Regions from separate parts of the Pan troglodytes genome. Here region 2 is linked to region 1. Evidence: chromatin contacts called from public Hi-C data. All regions are on one chromosome and are shown on one strand. Each heading gives the region's core, a stretch centred on a gene start, on an enhancer-like site or on the middle of the called end of the contact. The rest is flanking DNA. Distances are from core to core; before and after follow the strand shown. Region 1 holds the start of SIPA1L3 (signal induced proliferation associated 1 like 3). Region 2 overlaps SIPA1L3 (signal induced proliferation associated 1 like 3).

Region 1 (6,985 bases), core at 1,216-3,715:
AGCCTGGGCTATGGAGCAAGACTCCGTCTCAAGCTGAGGGGAACTTTCAGTGCCCATCAGATGGGAGACCAATATGGGCCAATGAAATGGTGTTTCTATGAAATGGCAGCTTCGTCCTTCTTGCTAGTTGACTGGATATGGGAAGGCTGGGGAAGAAGAGCAACTCCCAGGTTTCTGGCTTAGGCAACCAGGTCAATGCTGGCACATTTGCCAAGATGGTGACTACTGGTTCCAGGAGGAGAAGGAGTTCAGGTTGGACATGCTGAGTTTATGGTGCCCAAGAAACAGCCACTTCTTTGAGCTACAGCATCAAAGCAGCACAGGCTCCACATCTGGAGCTGGAGTGCAGGGGACTCAGTGGCTTTGGGACACAAAGGCAAAAGCTGGCAGCACCGGGACAACAATTAAAGCACTGGAGTGAACATACTGGCTCTATGGGGAGGGGTGTGTGAGCAGGGGACTGCTGATGGCAGGTCAGACCCATTTCTTCTTAGGCCTTTCTACTATAGTGTGTTCCATAATTTAATCTTTGGTAAGTAAAATTTGGGAGGGAGGGGGAAGATAAAAAAACACTAACTTTGTGCCCACTCTGCCATGTAGGTACAAACAGAAGCAAAAAGGGGCTATTAAAAAAAAAAACAGCAAGATACATTTTATCATTTAATAAGCACTTACTGTGTGCCGGGCCTTGTGCAAAGCACTAAACATGAATTATCTCCTGGAACCATCCAAACAATCCTGGCACAAAAGTCCTATGACTACCATTCCACAGATGGGACACTGAGGATGGGAGCAAATGTGTGGGGGAGCTCAGGGCTGTCATGTCACAGCCCACAGTCAGGCAGTCTCTGGGCCAGATGGAGAATATTGAAGAACAATTATAATACATAAGAGCTGCTACTTAGTGAGAGATGGCGCTGGACTAGAAATACAATCTCAGCAAATCCTTACAACCCTTTGAGAGTGATCTTGTTATTATCCCATTTTGTAAATGAGGAACCGGAGGTAGTAGGAAGGGAAGTCAACTGGACCAGTTCTGAATCTGGCCCTCGGGGGTGACCAATACTACGGCCAGAGCCCCACCCTCAGAGGGTCTCTGGGCCACTAGGAAAACGCTGAATAAATGGTACCATTTACTGAGCGTTATATGCCAGCTGCTGAGCTAAGCACTTTACACATGGTATTCTCACTGCATCCTGAAAACAACTCGACGAAGTGGTTGCTATTTAAATCCCCATTTTATAGATAGGGAAACCAAGGCACAGAGAGGTGAAGCCAGTTGCCCAAAGTCACACAACTGGTAAATGTTCAAATTTGAACCTGGGGTCTCTCTGCCTTCCAAACCAACGCTCTTAACAAAATAATCTCGGTTAACAGCAGCTAGCCTGCATTGGGTGCTAACTAAGGACTCACCTCTTTACATGCACACGCTCAACTAATCCTCACCCTATGCAATCGATAACATCTTCACCTCATTTTTCGGAGAGCTAACAATAACCCAAATACGTAGTAAGTGCCTCCTATGTGCCAAATGTTTTATTATATTATCTCAACAGAGTCTCCGCCAAGATGCTCTCCTACTCCGTTTTACTGCAGGGGAAATTGAGGTTCGGCGCGGTTTCCCCAGATCGCGGCTCCCGAGTGGCACAGCCGGGACGCGAATCCACCGCTCCCCGCCTCCAAGCTCTTCACCACAGCGCCGGGGTGCACGCCTGGAAAGTTGAGCCATGCGGGCACGAGTCCGGCTGGGTCCGGAGGGCGCGAGTCCCGGCGCCGCCGCCCCCCACGGCCAGTACCCACACCCGGCCGTCCGCCCGCGCTGACCCTCGGGGTCCGGGCAGCCACCGATTCCCCGCCACCCTTGCGCGAGGCCGATCCTGCACCCGGAGCCACGTACCTGGACGCCCCGGCTGCCCGCCTCGCGGGCCCCACGATCGCGGCGTCCAGCTCCGCGCCGCTCGCTGGAGACGCCGCCAGCTCCGGTGGCCCGAGTGACTTCCAGGCTGCCCACTTCCAAGCCGCTTCGCGCGAGTCCTCCTGGGAACTGTAGTTTCGCCCTAGCCGGCCGCGAACTCAAAAGAGAATAGCGCGCGGGGGCTGCCGGGAGCCGTAGGCGCACCGCCGCGCTGCCTCCTAGGAACGGTAGTCCGCTGGTCGCCTTCGTGCAGCTCCAGTCTCTAGAGCACTTCCGCAGCCCCGAGGGGCGTGAGGGAGGGAGGTGTGTCTCCTGCAGACTACAGCTCGAGAGCCGCGCTCTTCGCCCCGCCGGGGCGGTTTCTCCTTTCTTCTGGCCCCGTCTACCTCCTCCCTTCATTCGGCGGAACCTCTCCCTCACTCTCTGCCAGGCTCGAGTCACTCACCCCTAGGACGCTAGCCCGGGGGAAACGGGGGAAGCGGAGCAGTGCGCTAGACCCCCAGCGGAGGGGGCGGTGGAAGAGGGCGTAGATGCACGCCCGCGCACGCGCGGTCGTCGGCAGACCCCGGCCTAAATTGCCGCGGGCCCCCGCGGAGAGGATTTTTTTTTTTCTTTCGAGAGCGCGCGCCCATGCGCACGCGCGTTCAGACCCCTGGCCTCGGGAAGTCCGCCGGCTGCGGGGTTGGGGGCCAACCGTTCTGTGGGCGGAGTCCTCTCGCAGCATCCGCCAGGTAGCTTCTTAGTTGCTGCCCCTAGCTCTAGGAGCTCCTGAGTGCACACGCCGTACCCGTCCCTTGTCGGGAATCCTGTCGCAGGTAACAGGCGCAGCCGATGCTTTGAGATAGAGACGCCCTGCCTTCCCTGCCACGTGCAGGAGGCCCGAGGGTGAGGGGCCCCAGGTGTAGTCGCCTCTCCCCGGCGTAGGCGGCTCCAGAGCTCTGCCTTCGACGGGAGCCACAAGACCCGGGGGCTGCCTAGGGGCCTTGTTATCTTGCATTCTTTTGTTGATCGCACATTCCTGAGGGTAACTAGTGTTTGTAGAGTACCTACACCTTGGGAAATTTTGTCCAAATTTAATCCACCTGGTGACATAACCAAGCAGCGGAATACCCCGCAACACACACTCCTTTTTTAATGTATATTGCCACTCCTCCATAAGAGTTACCGAGGGAATTGACTGGAATTGCAAGGTCCTCTGGTGGAGAAGCCGGAGTCAATACCCTTTCCGCCTCAGCCTGCCTTCTAGGAAGATGTTCACTAGCACTTGAAGCTGGGAAGCATATGTTTCTTCCTGGGAGACCACATTTTTCCACTCATTCAACAAAAATGGATTAACCACCTATTCCATGTCAGGTTGGGTGATTATGGAGACACAAGAGAAATCCAGACAGACTGGAGTCCTACCTTCAGGGAGTTTTCAGTCCAGTAGGGATATCAGGCCACCACCAGACTACAACAATGTAGAGCAATACTAGCTAAGAGAAATACACCCTGCACTTTGAGCCACCGAGGCAGGAGGATCACTTAAGGCCAGGAGTTGGAGACTGGCCGGGTAACATAGCAAGACCCTATCTCTACTAAAACTAAAAAACTAGCTAGGCGTGGTGGCATGTGGCCATAGTCCCAGCTATTCAAGAGGCTGAGTATCGCTTAAGCCCAGGAGTTTGAGACTGCAGTGAACCATGATAGCATCACTGCCCTCCAGCTTGGGCGACAAAGCAGAACCCTGTCTCTTTAAAAAAAAAAAAAATTATATATGTGTGTGTTTTTATGTGTAATGCAAGCCACATATGCAATTTTAATTTTGACATAAACAGGTAAAATTCATTTTATTTATCATTATTATTTACTTACTTTTTTTTTCTTGCTATGTTGCCCAGGCTGGTATTGAACTCCTGGCCTCAAGACATGTTCCTACCTCAGCCTCGCAAAGTGCTGGGATTATAGGCGTGAGCCATCTCACCCAGCTATGAAATTAATTTTAATATTTTATTTAACCCAAATATATCCAAAATATTATTCCAAGTTAGGTTAATGGAAAAATGTTTTCATTGCTTCAGTTCTACATTTTTTTTTTTTTTTGGAGATGGAGTCCCACTCTGTCGCCAGGCTGGAGTGCAGTGGCGCCACCTCGGCTCCCTGCAACCTCTGACTCCCTGGTTCAAGTGATTCTCCTACCTCAGCCTCCCAAGTAGCTGGGATTACAGGCAGGCGCCATCACACCCAGCTAATTTTTGTATTTTTAGTACAGACTGGGTTTCACCATGTTAGCCAGGATGGTCTCGATCTCCTGACGTGATCTGCCAGCCTCGGCCTCCCAAAGTGCTGGGATTACAGGCGTGAGCCACCATGCCTGGCCTCAGTTCTACAATTTAAGTTAATTAAAATCAAATAAAATTAAAATGTTATGAGGCACTAACAAAGATACTCATTTGCGGCATTAGCTGCAGTAGCAAAAGGTTGGAAACTACCGAATGTCCATTAATAGAAATTTGGATAAATAAATGATAGTTCAGCCACACGGTGGAATACCCTGCAGCTAGTAACTGTTGGGAAATGAGTTACATGTATTAATATGAATTAATCTTAAAGGTGTATTAAGAGAAAAGTGAATAACAGTGTATATAGTATACTATCACTTGCATAAGAAAAATATTTTTGGCCGGGCACAGTGGCTCACGCCTGTAATCCCAGCACTTTGGGAGGGAAAGGCGGGTGGATCATGAGATCAGGAGACCATTTTGGCTAACATGGTGAAACCCCATCTCTACTAAAAAATAGAAAAAATTAGCTGGGCATGGTGGCAGGCACCTGTAGTCCCAGCTACTCGGGAGGCTGAGGCAGGAGAATGGCGTGAACCTGGGAGGCGGAGCGTGCAGTGAGCTAAGATGGCGCCACTGCATTCCAGCCTGGGCAACAGAGCAAGACTCCGTCTCAAAAAAATAAAAAAAGAAAAATATTTATATGTATATGCTTGTGTATGTACAGAACACCTTTAGAAACACACAAGAAGGGCCAGGCGCAGTGGCTCACGCCTGTAATCCCAGCACTTTGGGAGGTGGGCGGATCACTTGAGGTCAGGAGTTTGAGACCAGCCTGGCCAAAATGGCGAAACCACATCTCTGCTAAAAATACAAAAAATTCACTGGGTGTGGTGGCGCACGCCTGTAATCCCAGCTACTAGGGAGGCTGAGGCTCAAGAATCACTTGAACTCAGGAGGCAGAAGTTGCAGTGAGCCAAGATCGCGCCACTGCACTCCAGCCTGGGCGACAGACAGAGACTCCATCTCAAAAAAAAAAAAAAAAAAAAAAAAAAGCACACACACACACAAAAGAAAGACACAACCAGAGTTACTTCTGGGAAGGGGAAACAGAAGGACAGCTGGTCAGGTGTGAAAAGGTGACTTTTTTTCCCTTACCTGCTCCTTAGTACATTTTCCATATTTTACCATGTCCGTTTTTAAAAGTTGTTTAATGGCCAGGCGCAGTGGCTCATGCCTGTAATCCCACCACTTTGGGAGGCCGAGGCGGGTGGATCACGAGGTCACGAGATTGAGACCATCCCGGCTAACATGGTGAAACCCCGTCTCTATTAAAAATACAAAAAATTAGCCAGGCATGGTGGCGGGCGCCTGTAGCTACTCGGGAGGCTGAGGCAGGAAAATGGCGTGAACCTGGGAGGCGGAGCTTGTAGTGAGCGGAGATGGCGCCACTGCACTCTAGCCTGGGCGACAGAGTGAGACTCCGACTCAAAACAAAACAAAACAAAAAACAAAAAAAGTTGTTTAATTACAGGGAGGATAATAGCTAAGTCGTTAGAATAATTGTAAGAATTAAACCAAATTGGTTGGGTGCGGTGGCTGACACCTGTAGTAATCCCAACACTTTGGGAGGCTGAGGCAAGTGGATTCTTTGAGGCTAGGAGTTTGAGACCAGCCTGGGCAACATGGTGAAACCCCATCTCTACAAAAAGTACAAAAATTAGCCAGGTGTGGTAGCACTAGCCTGTAGTCCCAACTACTCAGGAGGCTAAGGCAGGAGGATCACTGGAGCCGGAGTGGTTGAGGCTGCAGTGAGCCATGATCGTGCCACTGCACTCCAGCCTGGGTGAGAGTGAGGCCCTGTCTCAAAATAAATAAATAAGAATTAAAAGATATGTAAAACGCCTGGTTACTACTTTACAACCTAATTAATCCTGGATACTGTCGTTACTTCTCAGGGATCCAGGGTAACTCTTCCATCCAACAGAAACTAGCCCACCCTGTTAATGTATGTTTGTCAGCCTGGAAAACTATTTCTTCCCATTAAGAAAGTTAAATGCATTCCACCCCCAGCCCTAGCTATGCAGCCACCTGAAGGCCAGAGTAGCACTCCCAGGCCCTGGGGACAAACTTGGGCTCCTTATCAGTAATGTCATTCAAAGAACCAAGTAAGCCTAGGTTTGCCCCTCTGACTTTACAGTCAACTAATTAGGCCCTTCTGATATCAGCTGGACTTTCTGCACCCCTGTGCCCAAATGTGAGACCACCTGCAAGGTTATATAATCCATGCAGGGCCCTGTCTCACAGTGTGGCGCACTCATCACCTTCCTTTTGGGTGGCCAGGTCTCCTCATTATATGTACTCAAAGCACTTCATACTTTTCCTTCTTAAAACTGAATTTAATTTGCAATTTAGTTTGAGGAAATTAAAAGTTGCAGAAAAGTTCTAAAGGATAATATAACCCATCACCTAGAATTTCCCACTGTAATCCATTTTATATCTCTTCTTTGATGACTGTAAGCTCTAGGGAGCAAGAAACCTGCCTGGATCCCCTCACACTCACCTGTAACAGAGCACATTGGAGCCAACAAGTGAGCCAAAGGGAGCCCAGGGGCCTGACCGTGTCGTGGAGTGCAGTGCCCCCTAGAGTCAACTCTCTTTAACAAGGCAAAGCTCGTGGGAGGTTTGCCTTTCCTCAGGCCACCAACTAATGCTGTACCTTACAGTGGACTGGTGCTAAGAAAAGGAATATAGTTCCAGTGTCAACACCCAGTCATGGACCTGGTTTGTCTCCACAGTCAGCAGGAAT
Region 2 (6,985 bases), core at 1,896-4,395, 160 kb before region 1:
AAACAACAACAAACTATCATGCAGAGATGATCGGAAGAATTTTCAAAAAACTAATAGTGCTTGCCTCTGTGTGTCTATCCCCACCACTCCCAGGCCCTTCCTCTGCTCCATTTTTCTCCTTAGCACTTATGAACAGGCTTACTTCTTTTTCTTATTCATTTTTATTATTATTTTTTTTAGAGACAGGGTCTTTCTCTGTTGTCAAGGCTGGAGTGCAGTGGTACAATCATAGCTCACTATAGCCTCAAACTCCAGGGCTCAAGTGATCTTCCTGCCTCAGCCTTCTGAGTAGCTAGGACTACAGATGCACGTCACCATGCCCAGCTAATTTTTAAATTTTTGGTAGAGGTGGGGTCTTAGTATGTTGCCCAGGCTGGTCTCAAACTCCTGGGCTCAAGTGATCTTCCCACCTCAGCCTCCCAATGTACTGGGATTACAGGTGTGAGGCACCGTGCCCAGCCTCCTCAATGACTTTCTCACTGGCATCTGGGAACTCATCTGCTGCCTCTGGTTGGCAGAAGCTGCTTCTCCTGCCATCTTGACATTTTTTAAGCCATACTCTTTCTAAAATTATCAAACCATCCTTTGCTGGCATTAAATTCCCCAGCTTGAGATCCTCCTTCTTCCTTTTGCTTTAGGTTGCCATGTAATGACTTCACTTTTTCTCGAAGCAAATTACAATCTATAGGTATGCCTTATAGCAATCCTGTACCCACATAGAAGCTGCATTTGCAACACGAGATAAAAATATATCTTGTAAGCAGTGCAAGGTTTTTGTGCCTGCTAGCATACATGCAGTGACAACTTCATGAATTTCCTTTTCATTTTTTATGATGGTCCTCACACTGGATTCATTTATCTGGAAATGGCGGGCAACTGCAGCTGCAGACCTCCATCGATGGCACATATCAAGCAATTGCATATTTTCTTGTAATGTTATGACTTTTCTCTGCTTCTTGGGACAACTTCCAGCATCACTAGTGGCACTTTGTACGGGTCCCCTGAGGTTATTCAGGGCTTACAGTATTGCACTAAACACGATGAAAACTAGGTGAGAACCTCTAGGGATCATTTTTTACTGCGATGTGCAATTTGCTGGAGAGACAAACTGCTCATGCGGAGATGATGAGTGTCACACGGTGTTTCAAACGGATACTCACAACACTTGAGCTCACCGCAGTAGCAACAGGAGGTGGTCGCGAAACTATGACGGTAGTGCAGTGTGTACTGCAGTTAATTTCATGCAGTTATGATTTAATTCTGCATGTTTATGTTTGTTTACATTTCTCTTGGCTTGGCAGTGTGTTTGTGTGTGTGTAAGTTTTGATAAATTTTAACTTTTTAGAATGCATTTGCGTATATTTTATGGTAGCAAATGATAAAATAGAAAAATAGACTAATGCACATATATTTTATGTATTCATGACATACCTAACATTTTATTTTTATTTATTTATGTATTTACTTGTTTATTATTATTATTATTTTTGAGACAGAGCCTTGCTCTGTTGCCTAGGCTGGAGTGCAGTGGTGCGATCTCAGCTCACTGCAAGCTCCGCCTCCCGGGTTACGCCATTCTCCTGCCTCAGCCTCTGGAGTGGCTGAGACTACACGCGCCCGCCACCACGGCCAGCTAATATTTTTTGTATTTTCAGTAGAGACGGGGTTTCACCATGTTAGGATGGTCTTGATCTCCTGACCTTGTGATCCGCCTGCCTCAGCTTCCCAAAGTGCTGGGGTTACAGGCGTGAGCCACTGTGCCCGGCCTTAACATTTTATTTTTTAAAAAATATTTTTAGGCTATGTGGTTCATCTGCAAGATCTTTTCTTTTCTGTTTTTTTTTTTTCTTTGAGACAGAGTGTTGCTCTGTCACCCAGGCTGGAGTACAGTGGCACAATCTTGGCTCACTGCAATCTCTGCTTCCCAGGATCAAGTGATTCTCCTGCCTCAGCCTCCTGAGTAGCTGGGATTACAGGTGCACACCACCATGCCTGGCCAATTTTTGTATTTTTAGTAGAGACAGGGTTTCACCATGTTGGCAAGGCTGGCTCAAACTCCTGGCCTCGAGGGATCCGCCAGCCTCGGCCTCCCAAAGTGCTGGGATTACAGGCGTGAACCACCGCACCCACCCCTGCAAGTTCTTTTCAAATAGTTGCAAATCTCTTTTTTTTTCTGAGACGGAGCATCACTCTGTCACCCAGGCTGGAGTGCAGTGGCGCCATCTCAGCTCACTGCAACCTCCGCCTCCCGGGTTCAAGCGATTCTCCTGCCTCAGCCTCCTGAGTAGCTAGGATTACAGGCATGTGCCACCACGCCCAGCTAATTTTGTATCTTTTGTAGAGACAGGGTTTCTCCATGTTGGGCAGGCTGGTCTTGAACTCCCAACCTCAAGTGATCTGCCCGCCTCGGCCTCCCAAAGTGCTAGGATTATAGGCGTGAGCCACCGCGCCCAGTAAATAGCTGCAAATTTCTAAAAAATTTTCCAATACATTTATTGAAAAAAATTCATGTATACATAACATAGATCCATGCAGTTCCAACCCATGTTGTTCAAGGGTAAAATGCACTTCCTAAGAACATTAACAATAAAAACCTCAATGAAGCCAGGCACAGTGGCTCATGCCTGTAATACCCGCACTTTGGGAGGCTGAGGCGGGAGGACTGTTTGAGCCCAGGAGTTTGACACCAGCCTGGGCATTACAGTGAAACCTCATCTCTACAAAAAATTTTAAAACTTAGCCAGGCGTGGTGGCGTATGCCTGTAGTTCCAGCTATTTGGGAGGCCAAGGCTGCAGTGGGCTGTGATTGTGCCACTGCACTCCAGCCCAACAGATAGAGCAAGACTCTATCTCAAAAATCAAACAACAACAACAACAAAACACCACATACACACACACACAATGAGGGTAAACAAAATAAGTATGTGTGGGTCACACTTCAGCAGGGGTTGCTGGTTTGCCAGAGAAAAGTGCAATTATTTTATCTATGGTGTTTATTGTCTCCACTCTAAACTGTCAGTTACAGAATGGCAAGACTGTTTGCTTGAGAGCCTGAACCCTGCCCCACAGTCCGCTGTGCTGGGCACCAGATCCCAGGTCAAGCTGGGATGATGGCCCGCCTGAGGGCGCTGCCTGTCCTCAGCAGCCCAGCCTGTGTTGTGGCTCTGCCTTCAGAGTGCAGAGTGCGGAGGGGGGATTAGTCCTTTGAGGCCACACTTAAGGCTGGGTTGGGAAAACCAGTGGCCCAGATGCGACCCTGACTTGCTTATGCAAGCACCTCCCGACAGATGGGCTTTGCTGATGGCATTTGTTTCCAGCTCAGTCAGAAACCCTCAATCCATTCTGCTCCCTTCTGTGCACACACACAGATGTTCTTGCAGGCCTTGGTCTCTCTGCACAAATCCCTTCTCCTAGCAGCTGCAGTCGAGTCTTCCTGTAACATTCAGAGGCTGAGTGGCACCCGCAGCCTCTGGGACTCAGAGGGTGCACACTGGTCTCTTTCCAGCTGTCTTCTACCGAGCTCCTCTTCCCTAAAAGCACTTGGACCTTCCCGATGGGGAACCCCCGTGATGAGAGAAGCACAGCATAGGCAGGAACCAGACTGCCTCCTGGGCTCAATCCTCGTGTGTCATGGACGGGTTATGGAAATAGTGACTCGGTTTCAATCTGTAAAATGGGTATAATACCACCTGCTCTTACTACAGTTCTGTTGTATATCTTTGGCAGAAGTGCTTCCCCTTTCCCCCCACAGAAGCACAGTTGGAGTGGGCGCAGGACGTGGGCTTGGTCGGCCCAGGGTCCTCTCCTAGGACTCCGTGCGAGGTTTCTAAGAGCATGTGAGGCTGGAAAGTGTCCTTGCTGGGGCAGGGACAGTGGACCTGGCTTCTCCTGTGCAGTGACTTTTGCTGGGGACCCCTGGTTTCTTCCCTCCAGGGCTTCCTTGGCTCCTCCCTGTTTTCTAAGATTGCCCCTCTGGCCTCGTGTTCATTCTGTACATCCTCTGAATTGTGATTCGGCCACAGACTGCCAAGCGTGGCTTCTGCCGCTGGCATCAGAGGACCCCGAGTGACACACGGTGCTGTGTGAAGGAGGGCAGCTGGGGAACTGTATATGGGGAAAACTAGGGCAGCCTGGGAGACAGCAGCAAAATGAGGAGTGAGTGGCAGTGGCAGACAGTCAGTTGGGATGCGTTTGGCTGCGAGTAATGGAAGACTATCCAACGGTGCTTTGCACAGTGAAGACATTTAGTCATCTCATGTCACCAGGAGGCCAGATATGGTGGCTCCAGGCCTGGTGGGAAAGCTGGAGAGTGATGTGAAGCATGTCCCCCCATTCCCTCTGCCTCCCTCCTGTGCTGCAAGTCTTCTGGCTTGCTGCGTCACGGTCACAAGCTGGTGGCCACAGCCACACTTCCCACTGAATCATGGGCAAAGGGGAAAGATAGGGATGGTGAGGGCACCGGTCTGACCCTAATCAGGAAGGAGAATCTTTCCCAGAATATTCCCCTTGCTGCAATCCTTTCTTTTATGTTCCACTGGCTAGAATGTGGATACACGGCCACTCCGGTTGCAAGGGAAGCTGGGAGAGCCAGAATCTGTAGCCATCCTGATTGCCTCTGGGCCAGTGGGGACTTATCAGGGTCTGTTAGAAGAGCAGGCAACCAATGATGTATCTGTGGGTGTAAATGCTCCCAGACTGCCCCTGCGACAAGCAAGCAAGCACCACGGCCTTGGTGTCTTGGCTCCAAAAGGCCCAACTCTGTGAGGGCTGCGATGTCTGCCAGAAGCTCACAGGACACAGCATAGGGAAACACAAGAGCCCTCCAATGTGGACAGTTGTGGTTTACTTTCCCTGTCGCCAGGACTCCTTTTTCCAACAGTCCAGACTTCCCTTTGGGAGCCTCCCCTCTCCAATGGCCACCCAATGGGCTAGAGGTGGGGCTCCTTCCCCAGCTCTGGAGCAACCCATGTGGCCTGATCAGAACCAGTGAGACCGTGATGTCTTTACCAGGAGTGCTGGAGCTGAAGGCTGCGCTTTTCCCTTTAACCCGAAGTCTGAGAAGATGTGAGGGATGGAGTCGCTGCAGCTGTCTCGTAACCATGGGAGAAGAACTATCTGTGAAGGGGACTGGGAGTTAGAATCTGGGGCTGTAGTCATCATTTGAGTCTCTGCATCAAGTTGGACACAAAGTCAGCCCTATTCCATTTCCCACCACTGGACATTTTAGTTATAAAACAAAACAACAATGAAAACATACACAAAAGCCAGTATCTACAACAGCAACTACCATGAATAGAATCCTTCTACGGCCCAGGTCCTTTCCTGAGCACTTCACACCTGTCAATTGCCATGTGTTAACCCTTTCAAAAACCCCATGAGGTGGGTATCATTATTACCTCCATTTTACAGATGAGGAAAGTGAGGAGCAGACAGAGGAAGTAACGTGCCCAAGGCCACATGGCTATGAGTTGACACAGTGGGGACTCAACCCCAGCCCCTTCTTACCTCAAGTCAGGCAGTCCTGAGTTCAAGCACCAGCCTTCCTTGCAATCACAGGCAGCGCCTGGACCTCTGCGATTCTCATTTAAACGTGTGTCACCAATGCGGAAAACATCTCCAGCTCCCACTGCTCTTCTGAGTTCCAAACTCACCTACCCACCTGATTACTTGACATCACCACTTACACATCTCACATGCACTGCAACTGAACATTCCCAACCTGAACTCTTGATCACTCCCCATCCACAAAATGTGTTCCTTCTTGGGACAGGGAGGATGAGCTAAGCTATGCTGCAGTAACAAATGACCCCAGATGCTCAGGGGCTTTCACAACTGAGGCTTGGTTCTTGCTCACATTGCCTGTCCATCACAGGCTGGCTGAGAGCCCTGCTCATGCCAACTTCACTCCCAGCAGACAAAGCAGCCCTTACCTGGGACCCTGCTGATCACAAAGGAAGGAGACAGGGTTGAACCACGCACTCCAGCCTGGTTGCACAGTGAGACCCTGTCTCTAAAAAAATTCTTTTCTAAATAAATATCGGATTGGGCACAGTGGCTCATGCCTGTAATCCCAGCACTTTGGGAGGCCGAGGTGGGCAAATCAACTGAGGTCAGAAGTTCGAGATCAGCCTGGCCAACAAGGTAAAACCCCGTGTCCACTAAAAATATGAAAAAATTAGCGAGGCATGGTGGTACATGCCTGTGGTCCCAGCTACTTGGGAGGCTGAGGCAACAGAATTGCTTGAACCTGGGAGAGGGAGGTGGCAGTGAGCCGAGATCACGCCACTGTACTCCCGCCTGGGCAATAAAGTGAGACTCTGTCACTAGATAGATAGGTAGGCAGGTAGGTAGGTAGGCAGGCAGATAGATAGATAGATAGATAGATAGATAGATAGATAGATAGATAGATAGATAAAACAACATAACTATTGAATGACTGGATGGATGACAACCTCACTCAGGACCAGGGAGCACTGGCTCAGTTGGGGTCTGTGACCCAAGGCAAGCAGGGCCTGCTTGGTGCCCGAGTGTGTCCTTCCCTGGGAAGCAGCACGCCCAAGAAGCTGAAAGCAATGCTTGGAGATAGCTTGTAGGGGTGGGATGGGCTGTCCTTTCACAGGCCTTTGATTAGAGGTGGAGGGACCCCCTGGGTGTTCAGGGCTGCCCTGATGTGCTCCAAGCATCTCTCTTTCAGGGAAACATGATCTAGTCACGGCCATGGAGGCTAAGTGGGCCTCAAGCACTCTGGAGGGCTCAGGGATGTGGCATCAAGTCCGAGGGTTCCTCTCTAAGGCCCAGGTGGAATGAGGACTCCTCCAGGCATGCATCCAGTGACTCAGCAGTTTCTGGGCACGTACAAGTCATTTGTTTATCCAGGAAGAACTAGTTAGTCCTTAAAATGCATCCATTCATCCATTCACTCACACAACAAACACCTACCATGTTCTTATAAATCCCTCAAAAAAGTTCTTCCAGCCAACAAAGC

What was found. A called contact is a pair of places that touch in the nucleus more often than the background predicts.
Region 2: a Hi-C map of induced pluripotent stem cells shows a contact between it and region 1, with 2.5 times the contacts expected there. The contact joins the enhancer-like site here to the promoter of SIPA1L3 in region 1. A contact is called at or near these places in 1 of 7 Hi-C or Micro-C datasets (induced pluripotent stem cells), 1 of 1 datasets of contacts at active chromatin or transcription factors (stem cell-derived excitatory neurons) and 1 of 1 other capture datasets (stem cell-derived neural stem cells).

The regions. Positions count from the first base shown.
Region 1 is chr20:41,034,073-41,041,057 of NHGRI_mPanTro3-v2.0_pri, reverse strand. It overlaps SIPA1L3 (signal induced proliferation associated 1 like 3), which reads right to left and starts at 2,465. Exons shown (of 22, transcript XM_024351291.3): 1 at 1,898-2,465. WDR87 (WD repeat domain 87) reads left to right here and starts at 2,556. Exons shown (of 6, transcript XM_054673401.2): 1 at 2,556-2,730.
Region 2 is chr20:41,194,226-41,201,210 of NHGRI_mPanTro3-v2.0_pri, reverse strand. All of the region lies in intron 2 of SIPA1L3 (signal induced proliferation associated 1 like 3), which reads right to left. Among named protein-coding and RNA genes, the nearest start is that of DPF1, 150 kb to the left of the region's middle. Within about 2 kb of position 3,145, at least 7 of the 24 cell types and tissues checked have an H3K27ac peak or open chromatin away from gene starts, as enhancers often do. A contact at or near this core is called in induced pluripotent stem cells, stem cell-derived excitatory neurons and stem cell-derived neural stem cells, where this site is marked.